Regions from separate parts of the Mus musculus genome. Here region 1 is linked to region 2. Evidence: chromatin contacts called from public Hi-C data. All regions are on one chromosome and are shown on one strand. Each heading gives the region's core, a stretch centred on a gene start, on an enhancer-like site or on the middle of the called end of the contact. The rest is flanking DNA. Distances are from core to core; before and after follow the strand shown. Region 1 overlaps Flrt2 (fibronectin leucine rich transmembrane protein 2). Region 2 holds the start of Flrt2 (fibronectin leucine rich transmembrane protein 2).

What was found. Hi-C and Micro-C count contacts between places; a contact is called where the count stands out from the background.
Region 1: a Hi-C map of bone marrow-derived macrophages shows a contact between it and region 2, with 1.8 times the contacts expected there. The contact joins the enhancer-like site here to the promoter of Flrt2 in region 2. A contact is called at or near these places in 1 of 39 promoter capture datasets (macrophages), 21 of 484 Hi-C or Micro-C datasets (LSK cells, the MNK3 cell line, bone marrow-derived macrophages and 11 more), 1 of 115 datasets of contacts at active chromatin or transcription factors (bone marrow-derived macrophages) and 2 of 9 other capture datasets (adipose tissue and bone marrow-derived macrophages).

What each region holds. Positions count from the first base shown.
Region 1 is chr12:95,741,344-95,748,248 of GRCm38.p6, forward strand. The region is part of intron 1 of Flrt2 (fibronectin leucine rich transmembrane protein 2); the gene reads left to right. Among named protein-coding and RNA genes, the nearest start is that of Flrt2, 53 kb to the left of the region's middle. Within about 2 kb of position 3,863, at least 49 of the 459 cell types and tissues checked have an H3K27ac peak or open chromatin away from gene starts, as enhancers often do. A contact at or near this core is called in bone marrow-derived macrophages, cerebral cortex, cortical neurons and 1 more, where this site is marked.
Region 2 is chr12:95,687,093-95,694,740 of GRCm38.p6, forward strand. It overlaps Flrt2 (fibronectin leucine rich transmembrane protein 2), which reads left to right and starts at 5,134. Exons shown (of 2, transcript NM_201518.4): 1 at 5,134-5,523.

The DNA.
Region 1 (6,905 bases), core at 2,613-5,112, 53 kb after region 2:
AAATCAAACTTACGCCAATTGCTTACTCGCCTGTTCAGCCACGGTCTGGAGGCGGTCGAGAGGTCAACCAGTGCTCCAGATTTCAGAGGAGAACAAACAGTGCTCTGAATGAGACGCTTGTGGTCGCGGTGGCTCATTGAAGGAAGCCACTGGGCTCAGAAAGGCATGCTTTAGTGGTAAAGAAAGGAGAGCAATAACTGGGAAGTGCCAGCGTTTTGGCTGTCACAGTTCAGGAAACTCTACCGCATCTCAGTTTCTTGGAAGGGTGTTGTGGTTGGTGTGGTGCCTGTTTCCTTCTTCAAAGTTCACAACCCCAGTCTTCTTAGGCATGCATGCTCACCATTACAGAAGCCATAGAATTAAAGCTTTCTTCCAGAATGCAGATACCCATCGCCTGCTGGAATGAGAGGTTAAATGTCATCAATATGATGCAGGCATTGCAAATATCCTTAAAGGTATTTTTTAATAGAATCTTTTGCGTTTAATTTCTAGGAATGAATTTTTTTAAATGATGAAATGAGTTTTTTTTTCTGGTTTGAACAAAGAGAATCCATATTTACAAACTTTATGAGAATGGTAACTCAATTTTCCTTCCCCATATTTCATTTAAAATAAAGATGTGACATGTCTTTTCAAAATTTTTTGCAGTGTTTTTTTTTTTTTTTTTCATTTTATTCTGGTCACAGATTGGAAGTGTCATAAACACAATTGTGTGTCATTTTACTTCAACCAAGATTATGGCCTTTGAAAGGATAAATTTTGGATATAATTGGCAGATGGACATACAACTTAAAATGTTCTCTAGTGTAAACATACTACGAGAGACATATAATTATACCTCTAGCAATAGGAACTCTTTCCTTAATGATGACTGCTAAACTATAGCCTGTGGGATATATGGACCAGAATGTATGCATGGGTCTTGCTTTTAGATTCCAGGGGCTGTGGTAAGGTAGAATTAGTTGAATTTGGATTAATTCTGTTCAGTGCTCAGGTGAACATTATTTTGGTACACAAGAGCTATTAGTTATGATTGATTGGTATTCATGGGTGTTATTCTCTCAGTGAAATGTAGCTGTGGTTTATTTTGATTTAAGACTAAAGGAAACAGCCCTGAAGTTTGGATGTTTGGACTGCTGGGCAGTTCCTTGCTCGATAACTTTAAATATCCTTTTGAATTCCAGTCCGTGATTTTTGTGTGTACCTAGCATGTGTTTGAAGTATATTTACACAGGAATTATGAAGTTTCGGATCCAGACATTTTAAGTTAAAGTTCTGGCACGTATTTAGAGAGGTAGTAAGGTCATTGGCCTTCTGTGGTATCAGTTTCTGACTCTGTGTATTGGAAATAACTGAAGAACCAACTTCAGTACCGTTACAGTAGCTAAATGAAGGCCTCTTAATTATTGTGCCTGACAGGTACAGTTAATTTCCTTTAAATCTTACTGGTACAATCAGTACCATGAGTGTATAATAGCAATGATAATTAGTCCTTTCTTAAGTGCCCATTTAGGGGATAACGTAAGATATTCATGTATAGATTCTTTTACCTCAAAGGGTAAATTCTGGCTTTTTTATTACCAACTCAGTAGGAAACTTCCTCATTTTGAGAACTTGTTAAGTAGTGGCACAATATACAATATAATAGTAGTAATAATAATAACAACCATAATAATAACAATAATTTTAAAACTGGAAAGAACATAGGAAAAATTCCATCTTGAGGAATGGAATACCTTGTTGAGGGTTAGAGACGGAAGAACTATGTATCTTCATGTCTGAACGTTCTTCATGTTCATTTCATAGAATAGTGAAAGATGAATCAATGAAAGATAGCTCACATGCATAATGAATATTGCTGTCAAGGTTCAACTTGGAGGCTGAAACTGTCTTTCCTAGTACTTATACAAATAATACTTAAGGGAAATGTATTTATTTGTGATGTCAGCCTTACTTTTTAAGATATATCATAACATTTTGAGATGTAAGGAGATTTAAAGTATATTTTCAAGGGGATTTAATTTTGGTTCATAGTCTTAAACCATTCCAGATTCTTGCTACTAGGAAACTTTTTCATCAACATTTTCAGAGTAGTGATCAAGGGGTAAATCCATTGAGCAGTGGATGGGCTCTCTGTCATGAGAAGAATTCCAATGTGGGTTAGTGCAAAGAATTTTAGGAGTGTAGCTCTAGTTTGGCAGCAGGTGCTTAAAGCCACAAGTACTTCCAGATTCAGGCCCCTATGCCTGAGTGCCCTATCCCGGAACTCTTCCTACAGGGTCAGGGCTCCTGACCCCATTCAGGAAGATAGTTTCAAGGTATTGTTAAAGAAAGAAATATTGTTCACTTTATAGTCAGTAAGTGCATAAAGTTGACTGTCATACTCTAGAGAGCAGAGAGCTGTCTCTGGACCAGCTAGGAGAACAAGGACCTTCTTAAGCGAATCAGAATCTGGCCACGGGTGTATGGACGGTGTGAGAACAGAATGTGATTGGCATTGGCTTCTTGTTATTGACTGGCCCTTATGTGTGAACTACCTTTAGCATTGCAGTCGGATTTATTTATGTTGCAGGGGATGTGGGCTCCTGCGCTCTATTGCTGCGGAGTTCGAAAGGCTGTGGAAGGCCCTCCAATTAAATTGCTCTGTTGTCTTAACCTCCGTAAGTACTGCTGAACTAGGTCTTCTTAGATACTTACCTCATTACATCAACGGGGGAGATGATTAATGTTTGCATAAGACTTGAGACGCCTGTTCCTCATAGAATGTGCACATACCAGGTTGTGGAATATTGACTCGAGACGTGATACTGATTTCTTTGTTTAAATAATTAGTAGAGATATTTCATGACCAAACCATTGAAAAGTATAACTGAGAAAAATGTAGAGGCCAATAAAAGATGCACAAAACTATTTTTTTAAAACTCTGTATGTTCATTTTGAATATCTGTAAAGCAGCAGATATTGGGCACCTAGGCTGGGGGACATAGTGGGTCTGAGGATCTTCCATTGACAGTGTTTGGCTGCCTTTCCTCTTCCTGTCTTTCAGCATGTGACAATACACCCTCCAGAGCCACAGAGGGTGGACATTCTTCTCTGGCTCCCAGGCCCTTTTCTCTGCTCACACACAGGCAGGCCTGCCTGAGTTCAGCAGAGAATCGCTCACTGTGCAGTGTCTGGCTCCTGCTGCAGATGCACACTCACACAGGGTGCTAAGTGCTGCTGAAAGCTGCTTTATGAGCCTTGCAGAGCCGGTGTGCATGTCTGCAGCTGCACTTCTGTGAGAATGCTCCTGCCTACTGGGCTCTGGCATGGCTGACCCTATCTTCAGCGAAATTTCTGGGCGGGAGCAAGGGGAGGGTTTTTGTACCCTTGCTAACTTGTCCCTGAGAGAGGGCAACATCCAAAAAGTGCAGAGGGGACAAGCTGGCAAAATGGCAAAGGAATAAATAAAGATATAGGTGGGCCAGCGAAAAGTGAGGGGCAGTCTAGGTCTCTGTGACATCGTTGAAAGGAGGTTTGATTTAGTTCCAAGAAATCTGTAGGCATTTCAAAGTCCTCTTCTGACCTGTTGTGTGGTTTTGAACTCTGATTTATTTTTTCTCAAGCTACTCTAGTATGCACACCTAGTGTCACCTAGTGAGACTCCCAAAGGGGGCTTAGAGTAAGGAAGATGATGCCTGCCACATTGTCTGTCCTTAGCACTCAGTGAGCCCTGACCAGTACAAGCCATCTCTGATTAGGTTTTACCCAGCCAACTGTCTATACTCTTGGTTGAGGAAGTTGTTCACTAAGGCATTCAGTTTCCTTAACTAATCTCTTTCAGGTTTTTGTGATCCCAGACTGTCACTTTCCAGGACAGTATTTGCATTATACTAGAGTGATCTTGCCTTCCCCTTCCAAAGGGGAAGTTAGTGTTCAGTGAGGATGGTAACCCTGAAACTAGCTACATGTTAAAAATAGAAACCCTCTTCCTTTCAGATGATAAACGAAACTGTATTATTGATGTTTTTTGGAAATCCAAAGTTACAGAGTAAACTACCCAGCAACTGTAAACTCAGCACACAGAAGGATCATCATTTTGTATGCACCTAGGTGTGTGCACAGTGTGGATACAGAGTGTTCTAGTATGTGCTGTATTTCTTATTGTGTTATTTAGGTTTCAGAAAATAAGGATAGGTTCTTTTTTCACGTTTATCTAAATCTAAACAATAAGACAATTGTCACATAGACAAAATTGCAAAGGGTTCAATGGATTTCTTTTTGAAGCTCCCGGTAAAGATGAGTAGATGTCAAACCAGAGTGGAGTGGCTTGCTGTGCCTTTCCTCATGCTGAGGAAGAAACAGGGCTTCAGTTTTGCTGACAATTACAGTAAATATTGTGATATATTTTCCTCCTTGGCATCAGCTCTATATTCCTTAAATGAGTAAGTGAAAGTATTTCACTAAAACACCTTTCAATTCTACTGTGTAATTAATGTAGTCAATGCTTATATAACATATCAGCATAACCAATATGTGTTTATCATGAACTTACTTGTATAGTATATATTAAAATACTATTGATTCTTAGTAAGAATTGAAGCTAAGGCCTTGTGATTGCTAGGCCACTGTTTTGCCATTAAGCTGTATCCATAGCCCAGATGATTAATCCATAAAACAACACTATGAGAAGTAGTTATTTCATCCCCATTTGTAAAATGAAGGAAATGAAACACCATGCACTTAGATGATTACCCCTAATCACACAGTCAGGATGAGGAATTAGCTTTGTATCCTACAGGTTGAACCTGAGATTTTCTCTAATCAGGGTTGACCAGGCAGGCAAACCCTCATCCCCAGTCAGGACTCAGAATATTTGAAGTATGAGAGAGTAAGCTATAGAGGTAGGTAATACATCATTACCCTGTGGTTAATATGCCATATTCAACAGTTAACAATTTGATTAGTGGGTCGGTAATGTGTTGGATGTGATTGCCATAGTATGGTAAAATTTCTAAAACAAGGAATGGTGCTAAAATTGGTGTTTAAAGCCCTTCTATGTGTACCAATGTTTACGTAGTAATTTAAGTCATGTAATTTTTTTTAATTATGGTGCTTATGGGGCTGCGGTGAGTGCCAAGTGCTTAAGAGCACTTGCTCCTCTTGCAGAGGATTCTGGTCCAGTTCCCAGCACTAACGTTGTTGGTCATAACCATCTGTAACCTACACACAGAAAATATAATAATCGCACACATCAATTTAAAAATAACATAAAGTTTCAAAAGCTTGGTATACATATGCATGTATAATGCATTAAACATATGAAAGTACATGAGTAATTTTTATGGACAAAATACATATTTTCCTGGGATTTTTCAACCTAGAATCCATTTGGAAATGGACTTGATCTCAACGTAATAAGAAAGAAATCCACATGGAAAAGGTTGATTTATTCTGTGACACTTTGTTGGGACAAGGAGATTCCCAGAGAGTTTAAAAATGGTAGAAATGGTTTTGTATTTATTTCTCTATGTTTTCCTTGCCAGACCATTAGTCTCTATTCTGACTGCAGCAACATCTAAGTGGTTCTATGCAACCAGCATCTAGCTTGGTATTTGCTACTCGACTGTATTTTAGACAAGCACGCAGTGATTGCCTCTTATCGTCAAAGGAGGAAGCTCGCTTTAGCCTTGTTTCCAAAAGTAACACTTATGTGCATGCACGGTGACTCACACACGGGGGAGTCTTTCTGCACTTAAGGAAGTGGGCACAAGGTTTGTTTTTTTTTTTTTTTTTTTTTTTCTGCACAGAAACTGCTTCGTCATCTCATTTGTAAGTGGCTAGGGAATGAGAGAAAATTAAAGCAGAGGTCATCTTGATCCCTCTAATTGACACTGACAAGCAAGCTCCAGTGTGCTAACACTTACAGGGAATTTCTGCTGAAGAGCTCCTTCTGCCTTCGGGATCCTCCTGAGTTGTTTTGTTTGTTCATTGGCTGTATAATCTTGTGGTTTCTGGCTCTGGTCACCTCTTAAAACAGAGAAACATATTGGATTTTTAGGTCGTTTTAATAGGGACTTGCTTTGCAAGTGCCAAGTGTTTCGACAAATTAAATGAGCAGCCCAGGGAGGAAACCAACACTCCCTGCCCATGTGAAGACATCCCTGTTATTCAAAACTCACCACAAGATCAGCAGACCCATGCAAACTGCCTCTTCAGATGTGGTCACAGTTGACAGTTCAAACAAACCATATCAGATCCCTTAAGACTAAATAAAAAAATTTAGCCTTGGCATAGGAACTCCTGTCTCAAAGATAATACAAATATAATTGTAAATTCTTTCTGCTTAAATGCCGACTAATTTTTAATTGCCCTTCTTCTTCTGCAAAGTACTCAGGTTTGTGGGATGGCAAATGGAAAGGCTGCTTTGGAATTGTTTGTTTTAGCATCCTGTCTTCTTGGTGGTGATAGGATTAGATCAACATCCTTTCAAGGGTACCAAGTATTGATTTTTTTTCTTTTTTTCTCTTTTCTGTTTTGGTTTTCAGAGACAGGATTTCTCTGTGTAGTCCTGGCTGTCCTGGAACTCACTCTGTAGACCAGGCTGGACTCGAACTCAGAAATCTGCCTGCTTCTGCCTCCCAAGTGCTGGGATTAAAGTTGTGTGCCACCACTGCCCTGCATATTGTTTTTTGGACTTTCTTACTGGTATTTTAAATTTAAAACTAGGGGCTTCAAACACCCTTACCACTTCTTCAAGTCATCAATCTACATTTCAAATGTCTGTCCTCGATAATCAAGTATTTAAAATACAAATAACAAAACAAACAAACAAACAAACAAACACCCCAAAAACCAAACAAAACTAAAACAAAAACCTTATTTTTTTTTCTTTCAGAGCTAGATTTTCTTCATTTTTCATGTGT
Region 2 (7,648 bases), core at 3,884-6,383:
TTTCTTCCTAGGTTGAGGTTTGGGCTACCTCAGTGGAGTTGACTTTTACACAGGCATCTGGGTGGTAGACTTGGTTTAACATTTATTTGATAGCAAGGAGACTGGGGCTGAGAAACATTTAATGATTTCCCGATACACTGATGGAGACTTGAAATAAGATCTTCTAACTCCAAGTTTGGAATATCTGTAATCGAACAAGCCAGAGTGAAGATGTGTTTGTTTTCCTAATAAAAGTCAGCCTTGCAAACGGATTCTCTGCCTTCCTAGGAAATTAAGTTTATTTTTCTAGTATGTCAATACACAGAAACTGAGAGGACGTATATCAGTTTTAATTCAGAGTCTAACATAGACACATTCAATTAAATACGCTTTCTCAGATTATAAGATCCGCCTCTGCTCATCAAAATCACAGCTAGATATATGAAGCTCTATTCCATTTACTATAATGGAAACATCTAAGATTAAATAAGTCCCTGGGTAGATCTTGCGTTTCTTTTTATACTCTGTTTTTTAAAAGGTGTGTCTCCAAGTTATTCCCCCTACGGCAGTTGAAGAATATACATCAAGTTTTTGCTAGCCTTCCTTTGGAACAGAGCAACTGCAGACCAAAAGGCAGGTTTATGTAAGAGGAAATCTCCATGGTTTAATGTGCTTTTGTTTCCTGTCAGTGTGTACCTTCTGTTTTTGTTCACGCATAATCATCTTGTAACCTACACAGAAATGGGAAAAAAAATAACATGGCTAAGAAAATGGATGTTCTAGCAATTACTTATAGGCTGGCTTTCCAATCTTAGTTTAAAGGGCTTTTTCATGAGACCAGAGATTCCAGTAGCTGGGGCCGCAATACACAGAAGGCTGGATATAAAATAATGCCACAGAGGTCCCTGTAAAATCAGTATACTGTCAAGAGATCTTCACCATCACTTGAATGAGGCCCTCTCCCTAGAGAAATGTCTTTCAAAGCACTAAAGCACTTTGCACATACTAAAATTGTTTTATTTCTGTAATGAGCATGTAATTATGTGTCTCTGGGACTTCACTAGACTGAGAATTTGACAGGGTAGACACAAAATCTATTCATCAAAGGCCTGCTACAAGTTGAACATTTTCTACAGATGTTTGTGAGGGGATCTTTGCAGTGTAATGTTTTCAAATCAGAAGGGAATGTATCCCAGAGCTGCAGATGGCAGGACAACAGCCCCACTGACAAAATAATTTCATAGATTAGTAGTATTTTTTTACTTGTGAAAGAGAAGAAAAGCAATCTGTGCACTGCATGCTAGCCATGGATTTTCTTGCCATTGTCCCTACCTTAGAAGGAAGGGTGCATTTCTATGCCTGGCAAAGAAGGCTTATTTGTGAAATCAAACCATCTTTGAGCATCTGGTGAGGGGAAGCATGATGGACTATGTACAACTGAAATAGAAGCGTGAAACCAATATAATACTTTGAGATGCTAAGGTCTAGTTGAGAGACAAACTGCAGATAGTTAAACATCACTTTATGGAAAATTGAAATGAACAGCACTCTCTCGGGAAAATGTGACAGAGGGAGACGAGAAGCCATGGGTATAATGACTGCTATGTTTGCATAAATTAGTTGAGGTTTTGAACAAGTGAAGAATGTGATGTAGGAATAGAAGGGAAGCACAAAGAAGATCAAAGAAAGACTATTTTAATGCAGATTAGTTGAAGACTGATTCAAATTGAGTAGAGAAGGGAGAGTGTGGAACAATCTTTCAAAGACATACTGGAGGTGTTCATCATACCAGATGATGCTCTGCACACTGCTGAGGGAGAGGGGTAATAGGTAAGTCCTACCAGCTATAATTTCATGTCAGCCACCAAAAACGCCTGCATTGGCAAGATATCACTCATCAATGGTGCAATCGGACTTAAGGCCTGCTCAATAGGAAGGAATTAATGTCTGGTACTGTAAACCTGGAGATGCTGGAGAGATCATAAACCAGGAAGAAGAATTTAGTACTGCCATTTTCCAAAACGTATATGCTTCCCAAGCATATTATAAATACTTATCTTTACAGGTTACTGTAGCTCTTACCCTTCAACAAAGCAGCTTCTTTTGCAGCCGATGAAGACTGTTATAGAGGTCGGTAACTTGTCAAAATACAGAGAATAAGGGAAGGCAGGTGTCCAGTCACAACCGAAACACCTGCAGTGCAACATCTACACTCAAACAGCTCCAAGAGTATTATGGAAATTTAGTCAGAAAAGTTGGAAGATCAAGAATCTCGGGAGGCCTGATGTTAGATAGTAATCCTTAAGCATAACAGGACAAATGTACCCGTGAAAACTCATAATGTGATTGCTTGGACAAAATCTATGTAATGCCAGTGCCGGTTGACACGCCTGTGTGGACAACGAAAATTTCACATAGTCCCAAACTTACAAGTGGCTGATGAGAGGAGAATCAGGCTTTTCCAACCACCAGGTGTCTTATGGGATATTCAATCCCAGATAGGTAATGATAGGTAGACCTTAAGGCATAGATATAGAAGTTATGCTAAATGGACACATTGATCTCTCTCTGTCTCTCCATCTCTCTCTCTGTCTGTCTCTCTGTCTGTGTCTCTGTCTCTCTCTGTCTCTCTGTCTCTCTGTCTCTCTGTCTCTCTGTCTCTCTGTCTCTCTGTCTCTCTGTCTCTCTGTCTCTCTGTCTCTCTCTCTCCGTGTGTGTGTGTGTGTGTGTGTGTGTGTGTGTGTGTGTGTGTAACAATGATTAATGAGACCACTGATTTAGAGGGAGGAACATGAGGTTAATTTGAGGCATAGATGGTGCAAGTGATGTAGGTAACAATGCTCATGTTTGAAGCTCTCCAAAAAAAGAGAGAAAGAAAGAAAGAAAGAAAGAAAGAAAGAAAGAAAGAAAGAAAGAGAGAGGGGGGAGGGAGGGAGGGAGGGAGGGAGGGAGGGAGGGAGGGAGGGAGGGAAGGAGGGAGGGAGGGAGGGATAAAGGACCTAGGCCATTCCTTGAAGATGCTTTTTTTTTCTACTGTATGCTTTGTAGGAGTGTGGGTTTATTTCAGGGTCTTCGATTCTATTTCATTGATCAACCTGTCTGTATTTATACCAATACCATGAAGGTTTTGTCTTGTCTTTTCTTTCTTTTCTTTTCTTTTCTTTTCTTTTCTTTTCTTTTCTTTTCTTTTCTTTTTCTTTTTTTAATCACTATTGCTCTTCAGTACAGCTTGCAGTCAGGGAAAGTGATTCCTTCAAAAATAACTTTTTTATTGTTCAGAAATGTTCTGGCTATCTTGTTTTTGTTTTTTTGTTTTTCAAATACAAGACTTTTGTTCTGTCTGACCTCACTTCCATGCATTCCTTAAGTTGACTCTTCAGTCAGACTTACGACTTATCACATTGCTTCTCTACATACACTTCCAGTAGTATTTTCTTACATTTATAAAAATCATGATAATAATAATAACAACAACACCCATAGCTTTTTAGAAAGGAGGATATGCTCATTGCACTACTTTATTATACTTTTGAATCATCATTACTGGAAAATGAAATTATATTTATTAATAACCACCCCCTCTTCCTTTTCTGGATTAATTCTGTTTCCAGTAGCATGAATCACAATGTCAAGCCTGTTTAGGGTTTCATCTTGTTGGTTAACCAATATATGTTTGTAAGAATGAGCTTAATATACTGTCTTCTCAGAAGAAGGATATAGAGGATGATAGGTTCTGGGGACACATATGCATAACTGCACAGAAGAATGGATATTTAAAGAACGGTGGAAATGCATATGTCCTAAATTGTGAGCTTTGCTGATTCAAGAACCAAAGGAGCTATTGCTATGCTCTGCTGCCACCTTGGCAAATCAGAAGGATTTACAACGGAATTCTTCAAGCTGAAGTCTGAGGCAGCTCCAGAGGCCTCTCAGGACTGCTGGGCTCAGATGGGCATTTGCAGTTTCTGCCATTCACATCGGGTTGGGTATATTGGGTCCGGAGGAGGCACCGATTCGGTGGTAAAGCGCGGTTTGCTCTCCCTTTTAAAATAACCCCTTTCAGCAATGCCTATTCCACTGTCTAACAGCTTCCTACTGAAGAATAGAGCCTGAGAAAAACAGTTGTACGTTTGTGCTCAGATCACAGTGTCTGGGCTCATTTGACAGAGAAAGCTACAGCAGAAGAGAACAGTTTTCTCAGGCCTGAGTTTCTTTTCTGGGTCAACAAGACGGGTTCTCTGCTTATTCAATTAACTTTCTGGAAGTTCTGAATGTATAGGCAAAGCTGTTCACTAAACCCAAGCCGGAATTTGTTCATTATATAATTAACCTGTTCCAAGGGAGCTGAGGAGACATTGTTAGTCAAATCGCCCTTAAAACTAACCTGATATATATCAAGCCCTGCTCCCCTATTTTTAATTTTTGCATTTGTATTCTTTTTTCCCCCTCTCTATGTTTATTCCACTCATGCCTTTCTCTTTAGGCTCGTTTACCCAATCACATACCAACTTCGTTCTTGTCTCTTTTCCACCCGGTCTTCAGGTGTTTTACTCTTTCTTATTTAACTGATGTCATTTAGTTGACACCAGCTTCTGATGGGTAGGAGGGAGGCCACTCTCCTTGCGGTTTCATTTAAATTTGGCAGGAGTGGGTGGGTCCCCTTCTCCATTCCTCTCGCACTGCACTTGAAACTCTGTTAAGAGTTAGAGCTTGATCAGAGATTTCTAAGTCTTCAAAGCGCAGCTGGGCAAGGAAATTATATGAGAGGCGGGGGACACAGAAGTAAAGGAATAAAAGCCAACTTTGCTGGCAACTTCAATAAATCCGGTAACTGGAGGTTAAAAAAAAAATAGATTGTGAGGGCTGGGTCTGGTCCGGATGAAACGTTAGGTTCCTTCCCATCTCCGAGTCTCTCTCGGAAAGCGCGCCACTGGCACCTTGCCACCCAAGTGCCCCTAGACAGCCACACGCCCACTGGAACTGCACGTGAACAAAGCTTTTGCCCGGAAAGCCAGCGTCTGTGGTTTCTCAGCGCAATCTAGCTTCTATCCGGAGTGTAGGGTGAACACAGGGTTAAGCCAGTTCCCTCCTCGATGGGAGGGAAAGGAGTGGGAGGTGAGCAAAGCTTTCTGTCTTGCCGGGTACCTTGCAGTTAGTTGTACATTTGAAAGCAGTCGCCATCACTTGTGAGTTTGGCGTCATCCATTGTCACCACCAAGGAATGTGCGCTGGGAGATAACACCAAGGGCAGTGCTTCTCAAACACGCAGAGAGCTCTTTCTCTCTCTGCTTCCAGGTGCGCTCTTATCTGGTCCTCTGTCCCAAGTTTCCAGAACGTGGAGGCAGCAGCGCAGAACCGGTCACCGCGTCCACTGAACCTCAGGACCAGACTGGCAGTTCTCAACGATGGGCAGGAGGGACCTCGGCGGCGACCCCTAAAACAATACCATGCCCGGGGAGTCCCTCTACTGCCGCTCTAGCTTCTTCCCTTTCCACCTCCCGGACCCGGTTGGATTCGGATGAGCTAAGGAGACAAGGCTGCCAGGTAAAAGGATTGCTGTGCCAGGTGAAATTTCTAGTGACTGCCCTAGCTTTCTTTACATGGCCACCACATTATTTGGACCCCCACTCCCTTTTGAACAAGTGGTGGGTGGTCACTAGGTGGGTGTTCTATGTTTTGTCTTTTTATCCGCAAAGAAAATGGGATTCTTTTTCTATCTACCCCGACTACTTGGGGACCCGGTGTGTATGTGTGTGTGTGTGTGGGGGGGGGGGGGGCTGCGCCTTCTACATTCAAGTCGATTCCAAGTCCTCTAGGGAGTTTTGTAACCGAGTTGTGGGTAAAATCGCTCATTTGCTACCTGCCAAAAGCATCGATCCTAAATGGAGTTTTCCAAATCCCCTAAGCTTAGAACAGCCTTTCATTTCCTTAGAATGCTTCTCTTAAGTCCGGTAAGTAACAACCCTCCATACCCATCTGGGTTGAATGCAAGAAGTGTTATTATCAAGCCTCAGTATCTCAAGCCCCTACCTGCCCTATGCCCGAAATCCGGGATCAATTCCCCACTAAATTGGGGATGCTAGTTCGTTTTCTTTCCAATCGCTCGTGATTTTTACAAGCCAAGGACCTTTCCTGCCCTGCTGTTGCACCAGAACTGGTAGTTCCATAGCTGGTGTAATTGTGCTTTCCTTACTGGTCAGGGATGGAAAAGTCCCCAGGAGATCCCGATACTGGGGAGTCCACTTTCCCTGCGTCCAGTGCCTGGGCTGCGGAGATAGGTCCTTCTATGCCCTCAGGCGCTGAATGCAGATACCCAGAGTAGTAAGGGGGACGGACCTATCCAGCTGCCCTAGAGCCTCCACTAGACTCTGGCCTCCTGGAAAAAGCCCTCCTCTGAGCTGAACAGCCCAGGGCTCTTACTGGAGTTTTGAGAGCTAGTGTGGTCACTTTTTCTTGTAATCTCTTCCATGATTAAGAAGCCCAGCTAGCTAAGTCTGTCTTGGAAGGGCTGGTCCCACACTTGCTATTTGGATAAATCATGTGGCCTGCCAGGCGCCTTGGGCGACCAGGGGCAGTTGTTCCTGAAGGCTATCAACATCACCACTCTTATCTTGGCACTTTACTTCGGAAGCTTCCAAGATGACTCTCACTATCTGTTCTCAAATTAAAGTCTCCATTGGAGCTCCATTCTCTCCTGGTTATTTGTAGGTTACACTTTGAGTTTGGAGAAAAGACAGACGAGGGTATGTCTATGTGTTTTCTAGCCTCCTTTGTATATATAAAGCACGGGGAAGGGTGGCAAGCTCTCTTGAACCCCAGTGGTGTGTGCCAATGTGAGAGAATGCCCGAGTCGCGGCGGGTTTGGGTGGATCCCTGTGTGGCTTGGGAGACAAATCGGGCGTTTCTCCAAGTCGCCTTACCAGGGTTTAAGAGCTCAAATCCATGAAGGTAGCAGACACAACAGCACTGCAAGGAAATAAAAACAATTGGGGAAGTGCTGCCAAGTGACTCAGACTTTGAACTGAGGACAAGGAGTGCGGTCTCGCTCGGGGGTTCCTCCGGAAACCATCTCCAGCGCGTTATAGCCAACGCCCCTGCCAAAGTTCTCAGCCCCCGGAGCAGAGGACATCTCTAGGGAGTTGGTCCAGGCCAGCTTTCAAGTTGTAAATCGCTTTTCCCGGGGCCCTACCCACGGTGCGCCTCTACAGCCTAACGCTAGGCGACGGCTTGCTCCCCCTCCCCCTTCTGTTAGTATTCCGCCGGTCTCCAGACTAGTTAAAACAGGACCACAACTTGCTGGAGACACGGGGACAGCAATGAATGGGGGAGCAAACCAGGCCACCATCCCCTTGCCAAAAGGGGGTGGGGGTGGATCAAATAAAGAGTCATGTCTCCCATTTCTTAGATTACCCTTTAACCTTTGCAAAGAGACTCGCAAGTGAGAAAGCTGTATCAATTGGACGTCCTAACTGTAGAGCTGGTTAGTCTTTGAAGCGGTCATTGTCAGTTGTCTATTGTAATTTATGGAGACAACTCATCTACGGAACATCTCTCTTTCCAGGAGCAGGCAGGGTAATGGGGGAAAGTAGATGTGTCTAAATATGATGCCACACTCTAATTTCTACAGTTAAAGTTTATGGAAGAAAGCTTGCTGAGTGGACCTTTGATA